Regions from separate parts of the Mus musculus genome. Here regions 1, 2, 3, 4, 6 and 7 are each linked to region 5. Evidence: chromatin contacts called from public ChIA-PET, HiChIP or PLAC-seq and promoter capture Hi-C data. All regions are on one chromosome and are shown on one strand. The core of a region is the stretch at or near the end of the contact, and the rest is flanking DNA. Distances in the headings are between cores, read along the strand shown.

The links. Promoter capture Hi-C pulls out the DNA fragments that hold promoters and counts their contacts. ChIA-PET counts read pairs in DNA pulled down with a chosen protein or histone mark. HiChIP or PLAC-seq counts read pairs in DNA pulled down with a chosen protein or histone mark. Capture Hi-C pulls out chosen DNA fragments and counts their contacts.
Region 1: a contact with region 5 is called in an H3K4me3 HiChIP or PLAC-seq map of stem cell-derived neural progenitor cells, with 34 read pairs. The contact joins the enhancer-like site here to the promoter of Aopep in region 5. A contact is called at or near these places in 16 of 39 promoter capture datasets (3T3-L1-derived adipocytes, the C10 cell line, the HPC-7 cell line and 12 more), 5 of 484 Hi-C or Micro-C datasets (Sertoli cells, bone marrow-derived macrophages, cerebral cortex and 1 more), 24 of 115 datasets of contacts at active chromatin or transcription factors (the 230-238 cell line, DN3 thymocytes, T-cell acute lymphoblastic leukemia and 17 more) and 4 of 9 other capture datasets (adipose tissue, embryonic stem cells, liver and 1 more).
Region 2: a contact with region 5 is called in a promoter capture Hi-C map of liver, with 2.9 times the contacts expected there. The contact joins the enhancer-like site here to the promoter of Aopep in region 5. A contact is called at or near these places in 9 of 39 promoter capture datasets (the C10 cell line, the HPC-7 cell line, cranial neural crest and 5 more), 4 of 115 datasets of contacts at active chromatin or transcription factors (the 230-238 cell line, acute myeloid leukemia, bone marrow-derived macrophages and 1 more) and 1 of 9 other capture datasets (liver).
Region 3: a contact with region 5 is called in an RNA polymerase II ChIA-PET map of memory CD8 T cells, with 58 read pairs. The contact joins the enhancer-like site here to the promoter of Aopep in region 5. A contact is called at or near these places in 13 of 39 promoter capture datasets (the 3T3-L1 cell line, the C10 cell line, the HPC-7 cell line and 8 more), 4 of 484 Hi-C or Micro-C datasets (bone marrow-derived macrophages, embryonic stem cells and muscle stem cells), 16 of 115 datasets of contacts at active chromatin or transcription factors (acute myeloid leukemia, bone marrow-derived macrophages, cardiomyocytes and 11 more) and 4 of 9 other capture datasets (adipose tissue, embryonic stem cells, liver and 1 more).
Region 4: a promoter capture Hi-C map of liver shows a contact between it and region 5, with 4 times the contacts expected there. The contact joins the promoter of Zfp935 here to the promoter of Aopep in region 5. A contact is called at or near these places in 1 of 115 datasets of contacts at active chromatin or transcription factors (the 230-238 cell line) and 2 of 9 other capture datasets (adipose tissue and liver).
Region 6: an H3K27ac HiChIP or PLAC-seq map of embryonic stem cells shows a contact between it and region 5, with 3 times the contacts expected there. The contact joins the enhancer-like site here to the promoter of Aopep in region 5. A contact is called at or near these places in 9 of 39 promoter capture datasets (the C10 cell line, cranial neural crest, embryonic stem cells and 5 more), 11 of 115 datasets of contacts at active chromatin or transcription factors (the SCID.adh cell line, acute myeloid leukemia, bone marrow-derived macrophages and 5 more) and 3 of 9 other capture datasets (embryonic stem cells, liver and pancreatic islet).
Region 7: a contact with region 5 is called in an H3K27ac HiChIP or PLAC-seq map of microglia, with 9 times the contacts expected there. The contact joins the promoter of Fancc here to the promoter of Aopep in region 5. A contact is called at or near these places in 5 of 39 promoter capture datasets (the C10 cell line, hippocampal neurons, liver and 1 more), 4 of 484 Hi-C or Micro-C datasets (CD4 T cells, LSK cells, natural killer cells and 1 more), 15 of 115 datasets of contacts at active chromatin or transcription factors (the 230-238 cell line, CD8 T cells, acute myeloid leukemia and 8 more) and 3 of 9 other capture datasets (adipose tissue, embryonic stem cells and liver).

What each region holds. Positions count from the first base shown.
Region 1 is chr13:63,316,731-63,319,430 of GRCm38.p6, forward strand. It overlaps Fancc (Fanconi anemia, complementation group C), which reads right to left. Exons shown (of 15, transcript NM_007985.3): 14 at 623-826. It also overlaps a transcript of Aopep not described here. Among named protein-coding and RNA genes, the nearest start is that of Mir3074-1, 17 kb to the left of the region's middle. Within about 2 kb of position 1,256, at least 38 of the 459 cell types and tissues checked have an H3K27ac peak or open chromatin away from gene starts, as enhancers often do. A contact at or near this core is called in Th17 cells, forebrain, neural stem cells and 1 more, where this site is marked.
Region 2 is chr13:63,396,175-63,398,874 of GRCm38.p6, forward strand. It overlaps Fancc (Fanconi anemia, complementation group C), which reads right to left. Exons shown (of 15, transcript NM_007985.3): 4 at 1,909-2,003. Among named protein-coding and RNA genes, the nearest start is that of Fancc, 34 kb to the right of the region's middle. Within about 2 kb of position 1,442, at least 14 of the 459 cell types and tissues checked have an H3K27ac peak or open chromatin away from gene starts, as enhancers often do. A contact at or near this core is called in liver, where this site is marked.
Region 3 is chr13:63,283,542-63,286,241 of GRCm38.p6, forward strand. The region is part of intron 14 of Aopep (aminopeptidase O); the gene reads left to right. Among named protein-coding and RNA genes, the nearest start is that of Gm16907, 12 kb to the right of the region's middle. Within about 2 kb of position 1,445, at least 20 of the 459 cell types and tissues checked have an H3K27ac peak or open chromatin away from gene starts, as enhancers often do. A contact at or near this core is called in effector CD8 T cells and memory CD8 T cells, where this site is marked.
Region 4 is chr13:62,465,535-62,468,234 of GRCm38.p6, forward strand. Zfp935 (zinc finger protein 935) reads right to left here and starts at 1,278. Exons shown (of 4, transcript NM_178875.4): 1 at 1,173-1,278. The coding sequence starts at 1,175.
Region 5 is chr13:62,963,452-62,966,151 of GRCm38.p6, forward strand. Aopep (aminopeptidase O) reads left to right here and starts at 1,442. Exons shown (of 16, transcript NM_001289926.1): 1 at 1,442-1,568.
Region 6 is chr13:63,352,214-63,354,913 of GRCm38.p6, forward strand. The region is part of intron 6 of Fancc (Fanconi anemia, complementation group C); the gene reads right to left. Among named protein-coding and RNA genes, the nearest start is that of Mir3074-1, 52 kb to the left of the region's middle. Within about 2 kb of position 1,323, at least 10 of the 459 cell types and tissues checked have an H3K27ac peak or open chromatin away from gene starts, as enhancers often do. A contact at or near this core is called in embryonic stem cells, where this site is marked.
Region 7 is chr13:63,430,360-63,433,059 of GRCm38.p6, forward strand. It overlaps Fancc (Fanconi anemia, complementation group C), which reads right to left and starts at 1,386. Exons shown (of 15, transcript NM_007985.3): 1 at 1,091-1,386.

The DNA.
Region 1 (2,700 bases), core at 6-2,505, 350 kb after region 5:
GAGGGAAGTGGGTCACGGGGAAGTCCTTAGGGATGTTTGGATCCTGTGTTTTCTGTGCACCCTAGGTAGACAGTCACTGCCACACATTGTTGCCACAGGGATCTGCCTGACCATGGGTGGGCCCAGCACCACTAAGCTTAGTGAAGTAAAACACTAACTCTTCTTGACTCCTCCCTTGTAGCTGTTTTTCTCAGATTTTGTCACTGCAACAAGAAAACTGATATACTAAACAATGCTTTCTCTGAAGTAAGCTCTGACCTGTTACAGTAGCACGATGGCTACTAGGAGCATGTTGTCCCTGAAGCTGGACTTCTCGCCCCAGGACATGGCAGAGAGTGACCATAACATGGGATGCGGGGCACCCAGCTCTCAGTGTGGGTGGTGCCAGCAGCGCCTGCAAGTGTGCCTACAAGGTGACATCCTTTCTGCAAGCATGCCTTCTCCTCCACATACCTCTGTACAGCACAGGTGGGCTCTGGGTCTGTGCTGTGGCCTTGTGGATCTCCATATCCTGGGGCAGCATCCTGGGCCTGTGATCTCAAAAGTCGGACCCTTAAGGAGATAATCTACCTCCACGAAGAGAGTGAACTGAAGTACAGGTTGGAAAAAGAGAGCAACTTACATGGGTGACAGCTTCCCAGACAATTGCATGGCCTTCTGGGGTCCAGAGCAAGAGACTAAGAAGAAGGCGTCTGACCAGCTGTCCACATACAGGTGGTCTGGGGTCTCCACTGGGACTCTCAGCTGCTTCCTGCAGATCAGTAGCTGAGAGGGGGCCGCTTCTGAGCAGCATCAGGAGACGGTTGATTAATACCTTCAGCTCCACCTGGGGAATACAAGTACAGCGGCTTGAGACATTAGAGAGACTCAGGACATAAGAGACTCTAGGACTGACTTGATGCTTTCACGCTCCAGAGAGAGAAACAGCCGGGTACCCAACACACTAGTTCACACACAGCTCCATATAAACCTAAATGAACGTAATGGAAATTTCCTGCCGTTCTTTCATCTTGCCCACCAAGGAGCCAGGGCATCATGCCAGCACCTGACCTTTTTTTGTATGGAAGGAAATGAAGGCAAGTCCTCAGCAGAAGGTAGTCAGAATTTTCTTACTGTGGGAAAAATGCAAACGGCCCCTTGAAGACCCCTGACCATAAGCCATAATCAATTAGAGTCCCAGGCCCCACTGGGCGGTGCTGATAAGAATGCAGGGCTGCCCCTGCCTGGGCTATGTGAGGGAAGCACAGGCCGGGCACACACAAGCTCGTTTGTTTTGTTGTAAACACTGGGACAGTTGTTCCTACAAGTCACAGCTTAAGCAGAGGGCACAAGGCTGTGGAATCCACATAATAACAGTAGTTGTTCTAAGTCCGTGGGTTGTTTTTGCATAAAAAATATTTATTTCATGCTGAGACTCCTGCTTGTTTCAAGAGTGGCCCATTGCTGTGTTTCACAGAAGCCCAGAGCTTCTGAGGCAGATACAGTGTAGAACATCACATCCATGTTCTGTCCTGTTCAGAGAATTCCCACAACTGACTTTGTGGGTCTCTGAGAGCTGCGTCTAACCTGCAAGTTCAGGTCCAATCAGTGCCACCTGTCTCAGACAGCAGCCCACAGGAGTTTTGTGTGAGATCTCTGGACCACAAGGGTAACCATGAGAAAGGTACCACAGGACTTTCCCACTGAGAGGATCAGTTCCTAGGGTGGCCACCATCTCAGTTGATAGCATCTGGAGAAGTCTCACCTTTCCCCTCTTTCTGATCTGCATACCCCAAACTCAATCCTGTTTGTCCACATTGACTTCCCTCTCATATGCCTTCTGAGTCTAGAAGCTTCTATAGGGGAGATGTGTGTCTCTGAAGTGAAAGATAAGCCTTTTTTCTTCATAACGTATTTCCATTCTATATTATAAAGATTTACTTTTGCTTCCTATGGGAAACACGAGGAATAAAGAATGGGAAAACAGTCTACCACTCAGCATCATCTGACAGACCCAAGCAACCTATGCTCCACCCATTGGGAGTGGCTGTTACTGCTCCTCTCTCACTCTTCCACAGTGTGCCATGCACAGCTGACATGCCTAGCACACCTGGCAAAGGGGCTCTTCCTGATAGTGTGCTAGTACATGGCTGGGATACAGCACCACTCACAGCACACAGAGCTCAGGCTATGTCAGCTCCTGTAGCTATGGACTCTGCTTTGATGTCCATCAATCTGCAAGCAGCTTTGTGTGAACCTCTGCCTCTCCAGGAAGATTCTTACAAGTGACAGGACAGTGTCTGAAGGGTTTGAGTCCCCGACTAAGCCCAAAAGTACATTAGATACGACTATAGAAAAAGTCATGATCTGATTCAGTTAGCCAAAGCAGAAGAACACAGTTGCAGGTGTTACCCAAGAAGGACAAATATGCTTTTGTACCACAAGTATAACCAGCAGAGGAAACTGTCGCATAGCACTTGCAGCCAAGTGACTAACCATGACTTAACTGCTGTAAGTTAAAGGCACAAACACCAGCAAACTCCATAATCCAACTATGCCTGTGTACTGTGACACAGTTCAGCCTGGATTCAGTTTCCTGCTGACTATAAAGGAGTTAAAGCTCCCAAACCCAGCTACACAAAATGCCTGCATTAATACTTAGGAAGACACCTTCCTGGAGTGTGGCACACACCAGCGCCTCTGCTCAGACACCAAGGCATC
Region 2 (2,700 bases), core at 192-2,691, 430 kb after region 5:
ACATCTAGTTTGCCATCTCCCTCAGGAAATGTCTCTAGCCCCCAAGTCTAAGCAAGTATTCTCTTCTGGGCCACCATCATAACTACCAACAACACTTCATTGACAGCATGCACCACTCTAGAGTGGTGTGGTCACTAGTCTTAGGTCCCCAGTGGGAGAAATTGTTTGAATTTTACCTTCTGCATTAGTGTTAATTTAAGTACCTCTCAGTACTCACTTACCCCAGGCATTAAACAATGAATAAACTACAAAATAAATAGGCTACAATTTTAAAAATAGATGAATAAAGTCATATATTAAATGTGCAACGTTAATCCAGTCATCCCAGAAACAATTTACTACATGGGCTACTCTGGGACTTAGTGATCTATCCAATACAAACTTACACACTAAGTAACTGTTCTTAAAACAGCAAACATTCTATAAAACACAATGATCAAAAAATGAAAGACAATATATTTTGTTGAAGGCTAGGTATTGTTCTATTCCTATAGCTTTTCTCCTCTAACTCGATTCATCAGTTCCTTTCTTCGGTTCTTTACCTGAATTTTTCTTCAAACTAAATTCTGTATTCATTTCTTCCCTTGCCCAATCCTTTCCACTCCTTGTGTACCTTCTCTTCTTCCAATTCAACAGAAAGTACAATACTGTATTTATCATCACCATCACCAATTTTGTCTAAAGGACACATAAAGGAGGTGATGTATCACCTACCATCAATGGGCCAAACCCTATGTACCAATCTACCTGGACAATTTCACAGCCACGAATGGCTCAAAATGAGTGAACCTGGTGGTACTGCATCAGCAAGTCCTCAGGCTGTGGCGTATAGTAGAATAGTAGGGGCAACAGAAAGCAGCAAAAGCAACCAGCCAGATCAGGTTTCCAGCTTGTGCCTGCCATTTCAGAGGAAACTAAGGTGGGAAAAAACCAGGAACCAATCAGCTCTCTGGGCAGCTGCCATGATGAATGATTTTGAAAGCATGAGTAGCAGTGGCCTAGGCATCAACTCTGAGACACAAAAACAGGGCTGGGCTCCACGGATATTAGTTTTGGGTTGTTTGTATTGCTTGCTTGTTTGTTTTTGTTTTTAAAGATTGACTTATTTTATATGTATGAGTATTTTACCTACATGCACATATATGTGCACCTCATACATGCCTGGTGCCATGGATACCCTGGAACTAAAGTCACAAACAGTTGTGAGCTGCCAATGAGGGTGCTAGAAATTGAACCTGGGTCCTCAGCCACTGCTCTTAACCACTGAGCCATCTCTCCAGCCCCTCCAATCTAAACTCATACTTACCACAAAAAAGATTCTGAGAAACAGAGCCATTCTTGGAGAAAATTATGTAAGGACTTAAACTAGGCTTAGAGGGTGAAACAGTGCTTCCAGCAATAGCTGGCAGAAAACCCAGTACATTCTTTTAATCATTACCAAGTATTTTTCGAAACCACCCAGCATGCAGTGGTGTCAGCACTGGGAGGTTCATCATAAGGAGCAGTACTGCAGGAACCAAGCAAACCTGAAATCTAAACAGTTCAACACTCAGGGAAAACCTAACAGTAAAAGGCCACTTGTTAACCCAGAGGTTCTCAACCATCCTAACACTGCAACCCTTTAATACAATTCTTCAAGTTATGCCGACGCCTAATGATTTCATCGCTACTTTGTAACAATAATCTTGCTACTGTTATGAATCATAATATAAATATCCAATATTCATGATATCAGATATACGACTCCTGTGTTCAACCCCCAAGGGGTCACAACCCATAAGTTGAGAACCACTGCCTTAAAACATGACAGACAGAATTGAGCCAATAAAGGGAAAGAAGGGGAGTGGGGTATCTTTAAATCACCACCTGAAGTCAAAGCAGAGCCAGCAGAGGGATTTTCTCTCTTACCCGGATCCACGAGTTAAGTCCTGACTCTGCAGAAGTCCGAGGTTCTTTGTTCATCAGACAACATAAGCACCATATTACAATTTTTTGGCTTTCATCTGCAGAAAAGAAAACTAAAATGAATAGACTTTATCAAATAGGGGAAAAAAAACCCTAAGAACATGCTTAGGAAAACCTCAAGAAACAAGCTCAGCGGAGGCTTTTCTACTTGTGGGCTCAGCTCACTCCAGCTCTTGTGTGGTCAACTCTCTTTCTGCAACAGCAGCAGTTTTTAAAGCCAAACAAGAAGGATGGAAAGAGCTGAAAGTGCTGGGCTCTTCAACATGTTTCTAATTTCACATTTTAAACATCAGTAATTTCAAGCTCTTTAAAGCAAAATAACTACTATCTGTCTATGTTTCTGGTAGCCAAATCTGTTCCAGGTAGAGACTCAGAGCACAATTAGAAAAAAACCTTAACTTTAGAAACTGAAGCTGTTAGCAGACAGGATAGCCACAGCAATGCAGACCCTGTGGTGGAAGAGAGGGGAGGTAGACATACCCAGCCCCTGCAGTATTCTCAAAGACATCCAGAGTTCACCTTTCAGCCTCCTGTAAGCTAATAGTGCTTCCAATGGCTTTGTTATGAAAGGCACTGGACAGGACTAACTACGGAGATCTCTACATTCACTGAGAGCACCCAACCCTTCATAATTTTTAGGGCTTTAAAAACAAGCATTAAGCTTATGCTTTCTCAGTAATTAATAAATCTGAGTAAACTCACCAGGCCATTTTGAGGGGCATTCATTTTTCCCTG
Region 3 (2,700 bases), core at 195-2,694, 320 kb after region 5:
TACAGTTACTGTGTGTTCCTTAAACCTTTGAGAAGGAGGTAGATGTCTCCCTTTTCTGGAAATATCAAAAACTATATCTCACTGCCCAAAGGCAGATGACTTGATTCTGCTGTGATCCTTGGTGCCCAGATGGACTAAATGTATCCTGGTTTCCTTTACACACTCTTGATCTGACTGTAGCATTTACACTTAACATCTACACACTGAGAAAGAAATGGTGTACTCGAGTCAGGCTCACCCATAGGAAACTTGCATTTATTTGTCTGTCAGCTCATTGGGTAAACAAGGTAGCCTCAGCCGAGGGCTATGAAGGGGTGATACAGGGTGAAGAGGAGACACACAGGGCAAACATCTCTAAGCCAAGTATTCAAGAAAGGCCCCTCAAAGGAAGCAACACTGAAGACAAGAGGAGATGGCTACACAAGACAAGAAAGATGTATAAATCCAGCACATGTCAGGATAGTGGCCAGCAAATGTTGTCTCTAAAAGACTGGAGAGTTCATAGTTTAGGCCACATTGTTTCTGCAACAGCTCTTCAACTTTGTTGTTGAGACAAGCACACAATAAAAAGCCACATACCTGCGGACACATGGGTGAGTGCTGCTGTAAAAGCCAGGAGAGCTGTGCTAAACTTAACCTGGGTCTCTCAGTATAACCAGTCCTCCTCAGGACTCCTCAGGTCTCTCAGTATAACCAGTCCTCCTCAGGACTCCTCAGGACTCTTTAGTATAACCAGTCCTGCTCAGGACTCCTCAGGACTCTCAGTATAACCAGTCCTGCTCAGGACTCCTCAGGTCTCTCAGTATAACCAGTCCTGCTCAGGACTCCTCAGGTCTCTCAGTATAACCAGTCCTGCTCAGGACTCCTCAGGACTCTCAGTATAACCAGTCCTCCTCAGGACTCCTCAGGACTCTTTAGTATAACCAGTCCTGCTCAGGACTCCTCAGGACTCTCAGTATAACCAGTCCTGCTCAGGACTCCTCAGGTCTCTCAGTATAACCAGTCCTGCTCAGGACTCCTCAGGACTCTCAGTATAACCAGTCCTGCTCAGGACTCCTCAGGTCTCTCAGTATAACCAGTCCTGCTCAGGACTCCTCAGGACTCTCAGTATAGCCAGTCCTCCTCAGGACTCCTCAGGTCTCTCAGTATAACCAGTCCTGCTCAGGACTCCTCAGGTCTCTCAGTATAACCAGTCCTGCTCAGGACTCCTCAGGACTCTCAGTATAACCAGTCCTTCTCAGGACTCCTCAGGTCTCTCAGTATAACCAGTCCTGCTCAGGACTCCTCAGGTCTCTCAGTATAACCAGTCCTGCTCAGGACTCCTCAGGACTCTTGCCAACCCAGCTCCTGATCACTTCGCATGGCATTTTGCAGCTGTGTCCCTTGCTGGGGCTGCGGATTGAGGTTCCTGCAGTAGGGACTTCAAACTAAGCAGTGGCTTTGTGCTTGTGGTTCCGTCATAAGTGTGGCTGCAGTTCCTTGTGCTTGTGGCTTTTCTTGTACTGAAGTTCCTGTAAAATATCACTTTGAATCTGAAGATCAACATGATTTTCAGCAACCATGTTGTTTTCTAGAAACTTCAAATTTTAAGTGTGCCTTCTGGTGACTAGGCCGCAGGAACTAAGTTGAACCATTAGCAACTTTCATTTGAGTGACAGACAGTCGACAGGAGAAAGAGTTGTTCCTTGGTGGAAACAACCTTGAGGTTTCTAACTTGGTTTCCACTATTCCCCTGTAACTGAGCAAGCAAGGGCATTCCATCCAGTTGTCAGGGTTCTCAGATACAGAATAAGTAGGAGCCACCTGAAAGATGGCCAAAGAGACCTCAGTAGCGGGGTCATGTGCCAAGCCTCCACAGAGAAGGAGTGAGGTAAGTAAGGCCTCCAGTGTTCTGTGCAGGTCACTGTCAAGCTCTGGGTCTGGTATTGAATAAGGAATCTGTGATTATAGCGAGAGTGTTTCTAGGGCCTGCTGGAAGGCTGCCCTCCCATTCCTCCTACTGGCCTGAAGGCCTGTGTGGTTGAGAAGGGAACCTGCCACAACCTGTGGCTCCAGCTGGCCATGCCCCTCATGACAAAATGCAATGCACATCTCTCCTAGTGACTCAGCCCTCAGCTCACTTCAGGCAGCTTGTATGTGAAGGCCACCATAAACATTTTAGACTGGGCCATAACCTTGGTCTAAAGCACCTTCGACATTTTTCTGTTTGTGTTTTCTAAATTTAAAAAAATCCATGTATGCCAGGCAGTGGTGGCGCACACCTTTAACCCCAACACTTGGGAGGCAGAGGCAGGCGAATTTCTGAGTTCGAGGCCAGCCTGGTCTACAGAGTGAGTTCCAGGACGGCCAGGGCTACACAGAGAAACCCTGTCTCGAAAAAAAAAAAAAAAAAATCCATGTGAGTGATTTATATGTGTGAGTGAGTGAGAGAGAGAGGGGGAGAGAGAGAGAGAGAGAGTGAAAGTGAGTGAAAGAGTGAGTGAGAGAGTGAGTGAAAGAGAGAGAGTGAGTGAGTGAGAGAGAGAATGAGAGAGAGAGAGGATGAGAGAGAGAGAGAACACAGAGTGTGAAGCTCTGTACCGTGAAAGGAAGGCTGTCATCTTCAGGACACAGGAGCAGGAACATCAGGACAAGTTCCCAGCCAGCGTGGCCTGTATAGTAAAACTAGTCTCAAACTACCACAGAAAAAGGGGGAGAAAG
Region 4 (2,700 bases), core at 28-2,527, 500 kb before region 5:
TCAGAATCTTCTATAAAAGAGAGAGATGAGAAGCCATTTGGTGTTGGTCTGGTTATTGGTAAAGGAGAGTGATTTTGAAAAATTGCAGGCTATTCCCTAGCAGAGATAATGACATAAGAAGATAAAGTTAGGCCAGGCAGTGGTGGCGCACGCCTTTAATCCCAGCATTTGGGAGGAAGAGGCAGGCGGGTTTCTGAGTTCGAGGCCAATCTGGTCTACAGAGTGAGTTCCAGGCCAGCAAGAGGTATACAGAGGAACCCTGTCTCAAAAAAAATCCAAAAACAAAACAAAACAAAAAACAAAAAGCACTAAAAAGAGAAGATACAGTTAGATCTCACCCCTACGTGCAATGTGAGCTGCGGAGAGACGTAACCTAACACACAGCTTCTCAACACTCTGAGCTGAAGTAACTGTGCAAGTGGATTAGACATATCTGCAAAGGAGTCCCCTCTAGTTGAAAATTCAACATACATTGGAACAAACTAACCGCTCAAAAGTATAATAATTTGTATTATGAATTTATGTGAGTTTATCCATATTTGCTTGTGTAAAAGTCTTTTCTACTGTGAGGGTGGCTCTCTTCTCCTGGTTTAAGAGAAGTTTATTGCTCCAAACTTCCCCCAAGCTTATCAAGCAAGAGGCATCTGGACAAGAGGGAAAGGCTCTAGCAATGACTCCTTTACTTAATCACCCACTCCCTTTCCTTAGAGAACTTTCATAGGAAACTTTTTAGAAGAACTTGGAAATAAAGATTAAAGACATGTTTAAAAGTGTCCCACTTTTCTTCCTGTGACTTCAACTAGCAGCTGGAAGTTAGAGCAGCCCAGTTTCTGTGGAGATAGAACAAAAGCTACTCACTTAATCCCCTGTCTTTTTAAGAGGAGGCTCTAAATACCAGAGATCGCAGCGTCCAGCCTTGCCTCAGAGGAACTCGGGCAGGTCAGCTTCTGCTGCAACGCGACTGAGACTTAAGATAGGCAAACGTCTTAATACTAAACAGCAACCCTAAACATCCCTGAAAACCAAGTCTTGTCACCTCAGACACTCTTCCCCCTCCACTGCCTGAAGAGGAACCAAGAATGGCCAGGGCTGGTCCCCTGCATCCCGTCACCCCGACTCCAGCTTCTTAGACCCCTGCTCCTTCCGGTTAAGGGCAGTGGTCACACGCTCACCATGTCGCCACGTCGTAGATCGCTGGCAATTCCCTAAGGCCCCTGGCAGCAGAGATTAAAACAAATCAGACCAAGCTTTCAGCCTGCTCGAAACGGAAAGGAACACAGAGCACCGGAACAAGGCACACGGAAGAACACGCCTCTACTTCTATTGCCCTGCCTATCCGGAGGCCCTGATTGGCTAGTGAGACTTGATTGACATGAGCACCTCCCTTAGGGTTACAGTGCGCTGAAGGCACACAGCTTAGGGCTTCCCAGCTCGGGTTTCTTATCCAGATGCTGACCCTTTTGAGATCTGCAAGACTTTCTTTCAGTCCTGTCCAACAATAGTCTATCTTTCTGTCATCCAGAACTCAGCAGGAATTTCTTCTTCCTGCTCCTCCAAGGCCGCCGCCGGTTCTGCTTCTCCTCGCTCCGCCCCCCTCCTCCACCAAGGAATCAAGAGCCACACCTTGCACAGTACATTATTCAACTTGGAGCAGAATGAACTATAGGTTCCAAGGATAATTACAATTAAAGAGAGATTTTTAGGACATAAAATGTGATGTTTGCTTCTCTCATTTTACACTGACATCAGGAAAATCGCAGCTAATATGCAATTGCTACAGATGAGACTCCAGACAACCCTGGGAGAAAAGCAGGGGATGGTTGCCAATCACTATGGAGCACTATTGTTAGCCAGCACATCTTCCTACGTGGGAAGGTGAAAAAACATATCTGTATTAGTAAAGGTTTTCCAGATGAACAGAACTCAGAGCATGGATATCTTTAAGTATGCAGAAAGTGGATAGATAAGAATGGCTCACAGAATGTGGCCCCACTGGTAAATCAATGACTGTACCAACGGAGATTTGAAGAAAACAGTAGTGCCTTTATGTCTCAGCTGGTCTTTAGTATTTTTCAGCATTCCAAAGATGGAGCCTTAATGCTAGAAAAATAAAGAGACCTTGCTGGCCAGTATGTGGGAAGAAGAGAAAGAGAAAGAACTACCATCTTCAATATCCTTTATATATGTAGGCTCACAGCAGAAGTTCTGGCCTAGATTAATTTTTTTTCTACTTAACCAAAACCTCCAGAGTAAATAAGGGTTTTCCCATCTTAAATGGTGAAAATAATAAAAACATTCACAGTGCCCATCTCTTTGGTTTTAAGTAACTGAACTCCTGTAACTACAGTCATTTGAAATAATTACATTGGTGGCAACATCAGTTAACAGGAAGTTCAGTTTTTATCCAGATTCTTTCTTTTTAGATTTATATATTTATTTTTTATGTATATGAGTACACTGTAGCTGTACAGATGGTTGTGAGCCTTCATGTGGCTGTGGAGAATTGAATTTTTCAGACCTCTGCTTCACTCTGGTCAGTCCCACTCACTTAGTCCCTGCTTGCTCTCGCCCAAAGATTTATTTCTTATTATTATTATACATAATTACACTGTAGCTGACTTCAGACACTCCAGATCTCATTATGGATAGTTGTGAATCACCATGTGGTTGCTGGGATTTGAACTCAGGACCTTGGGAAGA
Region 5 (2,700 bases), core at 192-2,691:
GCCTCCTCACATGCCTCTCCTCTTAGAATTGCAAGCCTGCTGAAGGCTTGGGGATGGTAACATAAGGAGTCCAAGAAGGAAAGAGTTACGGAAAGGGGAAACTGTGTGTGTGTGTGTGTGTGTGTGTGTGTGTGGTCCTACAGTGTTGGGTAACAGGAAGGCAAAGAAGTCAGGATTGAAAGATGGAACAAACCTGGTTCTCACTATAGAGTTCAACAAATCTATTCTAGCACTCACTTTCAGTAACTTTTTTTTTTGTCTAGACTTTTATCTAATCCTTCCCACCTGTCACATCAATTTCCAAATTACCTTTTATATGTATCCATTTTTCTCCATCACATCTCACCAGTCCCTTCTTTCTGTGTGCTTCATGCCCAGCACACACAGCAGCCTGCTCTGCGTTTCAAAACTAGTTCCTGTCACTCACTCTTCCCTGGCGACAGAATCCACGCTCCTTGCTTACAGTGGCCCAGAAATGTGCTGCAGGATGGGGCCTTTGGGCCTTGTTGGTTTCACCCTGTGTTCTTCAAGGGCGCCACAAGCTGCATGTACTAGGTGCTTCTGATCCTTCTAGCTGCTTTGCTCGCAGGTCTTTATAGCCTTCCCCTCTCTTCCCAGTTAAATGAGTCTCCTCAGAGGGTATTAGACCTCCTGTAGTGAAGTGGCTCTGACTTCCTTCCATTTTTCAGAGACTTACTTCCATATGTGTACCTCTAAGAACATCCATACGAGAATTAGCTGATGTGGTGCAGCTTAACTCAGTGGTTAAGAGCATTGGCTGCTGTTGCAGAAGACCTGGGTTTGGTGTACAGCACTCACGGGGTAGCTTACAACTATCTCTGCAGCTCCAGTTCCAAGGGGGTCCATTTGTACATTCGTGTACCTAGACATACATACAATTACACACCACCCCACATACTAAATGAATTTTTAAAAAGGGAATATTCTGTTGAACTATTCAGAACTTGCTTTCTCAACCAAAGATTGTCTCTACAAAGGCAAGCACAACTGGCCCACTTTTGTAGCCGCAGATACTGTAACTGTCTGTATGGCGCATAGTATGATCTTATTTAAGGCACTGTGCTGGGATGAATATGTAAAGTCCAATCATATGCTTCAGAAATGTGGAATGAAGAATAAACAGCGCACTCAGGAAGCAGAGGCAGGCTGATCTCTGAGTTCGAGGCCAGCCTGGTCTACATAGTAGGTTCCAGACCACTCAGAACTACACAGAGAGACCTGTCTCAAAGGCAAAAACGACACATTTGTATTTCAGTGAGGCGTGCGTGTAGTTCACGCGTCTGGAGTCTTGATACCGTGGCCACTAGCAGCCCTGCGCCTGCGCAGTAGCGGCCGAGGAACTGGCCTACAGGGGGTGGGAGGGGGAAGCGGCCGACCCTGGCGCGTGTTGATGACGCAATTAGTGTTTGCCTGGTAGCCCGTGGTAACCCGGAGTCTGCGGAAGTGTAGCTGCAGCAGCACCGCAGCTGAGACAGGTAACCTGCAGCTCCGGTGTCAAGCAGCCGCTCCGGGTTATGCGGACCCACGACCTCTGGTGGGGTGAGCAGGTAGGATCCGATCCGTCTTGCCCTGTGGTGAGCCAGTGGGATCCTGTTCGCCTCTTGTGAAGCGAGGCGGTGGGATCCTGTCTGACTTGTCTGGGGCGAGCCCTTGGGATGCTGTCACATAAATTGTAGCCGCAGTATTAGCGCTCAGCACTTGCGGCGACCGCTACCTGCAAAGGTGGTGCTCATGGTAGACGGAAACCACACCGGCCAGCGGAGCGGTGCTTAGAGCTGTTTTCAAAGGTGACAACTGGGCTCGTGTTGATGCTGAATTCAATTCTGATCCCTCGTGCTTTTGTTTTGTTTCCACGTGCAACTAGCGCATTCATTTCAGAAGGGTGTGTTGTGCTCCGTGTGATTTGAGAAGGCTGCTAGTGATTTCCTAGTTGGTAAAGATTAGGTTGTCCCGTATTGGGAGCTACAGAGAATAATATTGTTTACTGTCGACTTGTCTTTTAGACTCCAGGGATTGTGCCCTGCACTTACATTTCATTGTCTCCTTAGTTCATGCAGTATTGCAAGTTATGAACTATTATGTTTGCCTTACAGAGAAAATAACTGAGGCTCAGCTCCATCAAATTGACTGGGTGAAAAATTCCCAGTAACCAAAAGCAAAGGGCAAGTTTAAATTCAAGGTTATGCATGGCTTCAAGGTCTCTCTCTCTCCTCTCCTCTTCCTCCCCTTTAAAAATAACCACCATCAGTGGTCAAATTCCAGGCTTTTTACATTAGTCATATGTGATTCCATACGTTTATTCACCCATCTGACCATATGAATTGTGTGTGTAACACACACATGCACGTGTGCAATACGTGTACGCATGTGGAGACAAGGGATAACATCAACTGTGGTTTCATAGATGCTGGCCACCGTTTTTTGTTTATGTGTTTTTGAGACAGGTTCTCTCACTGGCCTAGAGCTTGCCAGGTAGATTGGTTTAGCCAGCAACTCTTGAAAATGCCCGCCTCTATCTCCCCAGCACTGGAATCACAGACCTGAAACTTTCCACTCAGGTTCTGGGGACCGAACTTGCGTCCTCGTGCTTACACAGCAGGTGGTTTTCAGCCTGAGATGCCGCCGAAGCAGCAGCAGCAGCTGCTTCTTCTTCTTCTTCTTCTTCTTCTTCTTCTTCTT
Region 6 (2,700 bases), core at 73-2,572, 390 kb after region 5:
AGATATTTATATTCTTTATCCAGGTCTCTGCTATCACAGCTACAAGGTGTGATGCTGTGAACCTTGCAAGAGTCATCTCAAGGTATAGTCCTGTGGCTTGCTGTAGAAAGCTGGGAGGCTAGAGACAACCATACAGGATGATGGCTCTAGCAATATGTGCTTAGCATCAAGCCTTTTGCAGTTCACTTCTTACACAGAAGTCGTTTGGAGTACTGCTCTGGCAACTAGTCACAGCCTAACACTTACTGTAATGCTGTCTGGAAAGCTACATAACTCCCTCTTGAACTGTATCTCTAGATATCTGACAAGCCTCAGGCTGGATCCACAAATGCCATGAACTTCTTCAGAGGGATATCTATTGCTTGCCTGTATTTTGATAAGCCAAGCTCTACCTAATTTTATAGTAGACTTTTAAATTTTGTTGTTGTTGTTTTGTTTTGTTTTTCATGACAGGGTCTCTCTGTGTAGCCTTGGTTGTCTTAGAACTCGCTCTGTAGACCAGTCTTTGAACTCAGAGATCTGCCTGCTTCTGCCTCCTGAGTTCTGGGATTAAAGGTGTGCTCCACCAATGCCAAGTGACTTTAAAATTGTTAAGGAGATGCCACGCTCTCCGGTCGAGTCAGCTTGACAGGCTGAGGCTTGGAAGCTACTCACGAGGCAAAAGAGTTTCACGGAAACTCACTCCTGGAGTCTGGTGTTCTCTCTAACCCATACATTAATTTTCCATTCCCGCGTTAGTCTAGTGGATGGATCCACATGCTCTCTTTTAGTATTATCCTATTATAAGTGCTTTTTAAGATTGAATTCTGACATAGCTAAAGCCTTCACCAGTGTTCCAACAGTCCTAAGAACATCTTTGAGCAAGACCATGGGCTTGGAATTCAGTAAGAATGTTGCTATTCAGTGACATTCAGAATAGCCTCTGGTATTACACTATCACTTTGATTAAAAGCTAAGTCACTCCCCTACACAGGAATTTACCATCACCAAGGAAGAAGGAAGTTTCAGACCGAAGGAGAAACCAGAATAGATACTTAGAACTATAGCTGAGTTACACCCATACACACACGTATTTACAATGGCCTAAGGGGAAGGTGGACTATACAATAGACTAAAATAGGAACTATGGCAAGGGCACGAAGCCCTTGACCTTGGCTTCTAAGATTAAGTGAATCTTAGGTGGAACCCTTGTTGATCCCAGCTGTTAACAATGAATTCTATCCCAGGTGGTCCTTGTTAGACTTTCTGTGTTTGCATTCCTCTGTTTTATGTAAGAATCCAGTAACCTCTTTGTACCTTGCAAGTGTGCCACCCAACTTCCTTATTGTCTCTGTATAAAAAGTCTGATGCTCCATTTGACATTACATTCAGATTCTACACAACCTCTCCTGTGTGCATCTGTCAGTCAATTCATATGACGCTTTGCCCACCCGAGACTAGAGACCCGTTCCAAGCAGACAAAGGGGCCCAGAGGATCTGTGGCAAGGAGATTTATCATGGACCTCTTCTAGCCTTACTTGAAAATAACCTATATCTTCCTGAAATCACCAACACTTAAAGAGTATCCCCAGGTGATAGTAAAACCCTCATTATATCAACCTTTCAAACCATCATCTTATCAAAAGATCTCCACAACTTCCACATCTTACAAAATTAAAACTCTTTATCAACCAAGAACTCCTGCCTCCCTTCCTCCCAGCCCATGGCAAACAGAATTCTACCTTCTGAGAGACTGGCTACTCTGGATATTACAGGTGAGCGGAAGGCAGCATTTGTTCTTGGTGGTTGGCTTATTTCATTGTGTAGTGTCAGATGGACCATGTCAGAGCACTCAACAGGGCTTTCCTTTTTTCTTTCTTTTTTTTTTTTTTAAGGATGATAAAAATTTAGTTGTGTCTATGCCATGCTTTCATCTAACAAGATGCATAGAGGTTACTTCTATCCCTTGGCTAGTATGTAAAATACAACCAACATAGGTTTGCAAATTATCTTTTCAATTCTTTTGAATATATAAGCAGAAGTGGAAGTGGCCATGCAGAAACTCCATTTACTTGCTTGTTTAAGACCAAGTCTCATGTAGCCACAGCTGGCCTTGGACTCTGGACCCTCGGACTCCCCCCTCCCAAGTGCTGAGATCACAGGCATGCAGCATCACACCAGATCTATTTTTCTTTGTGAATGAACCACTATGGCTTGTGTACAGTAGCTATGCCACAATGCATTCTCACCAGCAGTGCATGATGTCATTTCTCCACATCATCATCAACACAACACAACACAACATACTAAAGCTATCTAACGCTTCCCTCCCTTACTACTACTACTACTACTACTACTACTACTACTACTACTACTACTACTACTTCTTCTTCTTCTTCTTCTTCTTCTTTTTCTTCTTCTTCTTCTTCTCCCTTTTTTTTTTGGAGACAGAATCTTACTATGTAGCTTTAGTTGGCCTGGAGCTCACTAAGTAGACCAGACTAGTCTCAGAACTCAAAGATCTGCCTGCTTCTATCTCTTGAGTGCTGAAGTTAAAGATATATACAATACTACATCCAGCCTCCTTACACCTTTATTTATATAAACTGCTATGCAGTTCTGGTTTGCATTTCCCTGGTAATTAGTGGTACTAAGCTCTGTATAGATCTACTACTCACATATCCACCAAAGATATCAACTAACCCTGTTTTCTTTGCATAG
Region 7 (2,700 bases), core at 136-2,635, 470 kb after region 5:
AGTGTGTGGCCCACATTTGTCATCTCAGCAATGGGGAGGCAGAGAAAGGCATAACCCCAAGGGCTTGCAAAGTCAGGTGACCTACAAGCCAAATGTGATGGGTGTGAGGAGAGGCGGGGGACGAATAAGGAGGGAAAGATGGGGCACTCCTGACACCACCTCTGGCCTCTACATACACACACATAACCGCCAGTTGTTCAATTGTGAGCGTTAAATCTGCCATTTGGAAGCACCCTAAAGGCGAGGGCCATCCACAAATAGGTATCTCACGTCGGTCACACCCGCTTAGATTAATTTAATGAGGGATGGGATTTTTCGAATCATCTCATACTAGAGGAAAAGTCCAGGCACACAGAGGTCTTCAATATCATTGGCCTGTTCCAAGATTTTCATCCAGCACCCCCTCCAAGCCCAAGCACCTAAAAACTGTTCCAGTAAGGCAGCAAGACAGCAAGACACAAGCATTAAACACTCTCAGGCCTTGAATGGGCCTCTGGGCCTGTCACTCAAGCAGCTGTGGGAGGGCGATCTTGAGACCCTGAGCAGAGCTGCTCTAATGGATGGCGAGCAATAAGCTTCACCTTTGCCCCAGTCCTTCCAAAAGTACCTGCGGCTACGTTGAAACCAGAGGGAGAGGATTTGCTTAAAACAATAAAAATAAAAATAAATGGGGACGAAGGGTAAAGGACAGATGCCTCTCTACCATCGCCGCGAGCCAAGCTCACCAAGCTTCACCTTGGGCCTTAGACCCCACCCCTCACTGTCGGTCCCGCCCCGCCGGGCTCATCTGCGATGGCGCAGCCCCCCTCCGGCTCCTCTCCCTTGTGGAGCGGCCCCTCTAAGTCGTGCGGGCTCCCGCCGAGATCAGTTTCCGTGTGGTCACGCCCACCGCGTCTGTCGGCCACTGCCAAGCTGGGTTCAACTCCCCGATTAGCCACGCCCCTCACCGTCGGCCTCACCTCCCACCTGGCTCTAGCCCCGCCTCCCGCCAGGCCCCGCCTCCTGCCGGGCTATATCTTCCCCCCCCCCCAACCCCCCACATCCCGCCCCGCCCTCCCGCGGCTCGCACCCGCCCACCGTAGCTTCTCACCGTCCTGCCTCAGCTCCACCGCGCCGCGGGAGCGCGGCTCGCCCACGTTGAGACTCGGGCGCACGTTCTCGCGAGTCTTCTCTGCCCTAGCAGGAAACGGCGGTCTTCCCGGGTGGTCCTCACCCAGAGCTGCCTCAGCAGACTGGGCCGCGGCGGAAAAGAAGCCACCGCCCGGCTTCTGCGGCTTGAAAACTTGGCACAGCCTCACGGAACTTTTTTTGTTTTGACGTGTTTGGAATTTTCCCGCGGCCGCAAGGGAGTGGGGCTGCGCGCGCGCTCGCACGCACGCGCAGTGCACTCTGGGGCCCAGCGCGCTCCCGCGGCATGATGGGAAGATCTGAATCTCTCCTGGAGGAAGTGGGCGACTACGGGCTATAGCTAACTCGCGGCGCCGAGTGAGGGCTTTAGAGAAGAGAGAGCCCTGGAATGTGGTTCTTGAGAGACGGGAGTTGCCAGATAGGTCAAACTCCACATAGGGTTCAAGCCTGCTGGGCCCAACCACAAACGAGTTTTGTCTGTGGTTAGTGATCGCTCCAATCCCTAGTCAGGCCCATGTACTGCTTAGTTCAGGTTCAAATCGGTTCAAAGTTGCATTTACGCCACATAAGTGGAAACTTCTTGTCAAGTGAGACATGGCTTATCTTTTATTCTTGAATTTTTAACATTACATTTGTGTGCATGCCAGGTGAACCTAGAGGTCAGTTTGTGGGAATCAGTTCTCTCACTAATGCAGGTACCCAGTCTTCAACTTGGTGGTAGGAGCTTTTACCTGATGAGCGAGCCATCTTGCCAGCCCTTTCTTAAAGATTTTCAAATTTAGATCTGCATGGTTATTTACAGATGTTTGAATTGGGGAAGAGTCAGGATAACCTTAAACTTTTAGATTTTTTTGGTTTGTTTGTTTGTTTCGAGACAGGGTTTCTCTGTATAGCCCTGGCTGTCCTGGAACTCACTTTGTAGACCAGGCTGGCCTCCAACTCAGAAATCTGCCTGCCTCTGCCTCTGCCTCTGCCTCCCGAGTGCTGGGATTAAAGGCGTGTGCCACCACGCCCGGCTTAAATTTTTTTTTTTAATTAGTGCCTAAGAACCATTCGTTGTAATAAGACCACAACTTAGTGCCTTAAAAATAACATGTAGGGAGGAATATATGCCTGTAATAAATAGCTCTTATTTAAATACTCTGTTGCAGGATATTTGATCATACTGTGAATCCCGAGGTTGTATACTAGAAAAAACTATCTCTACACGTGTGGCTTAGCCCTAGCACACTCCTTTAATCCACGATCTTTCTGTTTATTGTAAATTGAATTTGAAAGAGAAGAATAAAGACTAGCCGAAAGACATTGGGTTGTAGAAAAACAACTGCTGAATTAGATTACCTGTATGCTTTAATTAAGGGAGCGGTGTAACAGATAGCTTAGCCATTAAGAGCACTGGCTGCTCTTCCAGAGAACCTGAGTTTGAGTCACAGCATCCACATGGCAGCTCACAATTATTAGTAACCCCTGTCCAAGGGATCTGATGCCCTCTTCTGGCCTCCTTCGGCACCACACTGCACAAACATTAATAAGTCATAATATCCACACACACAAAATAACAACATCAAAATT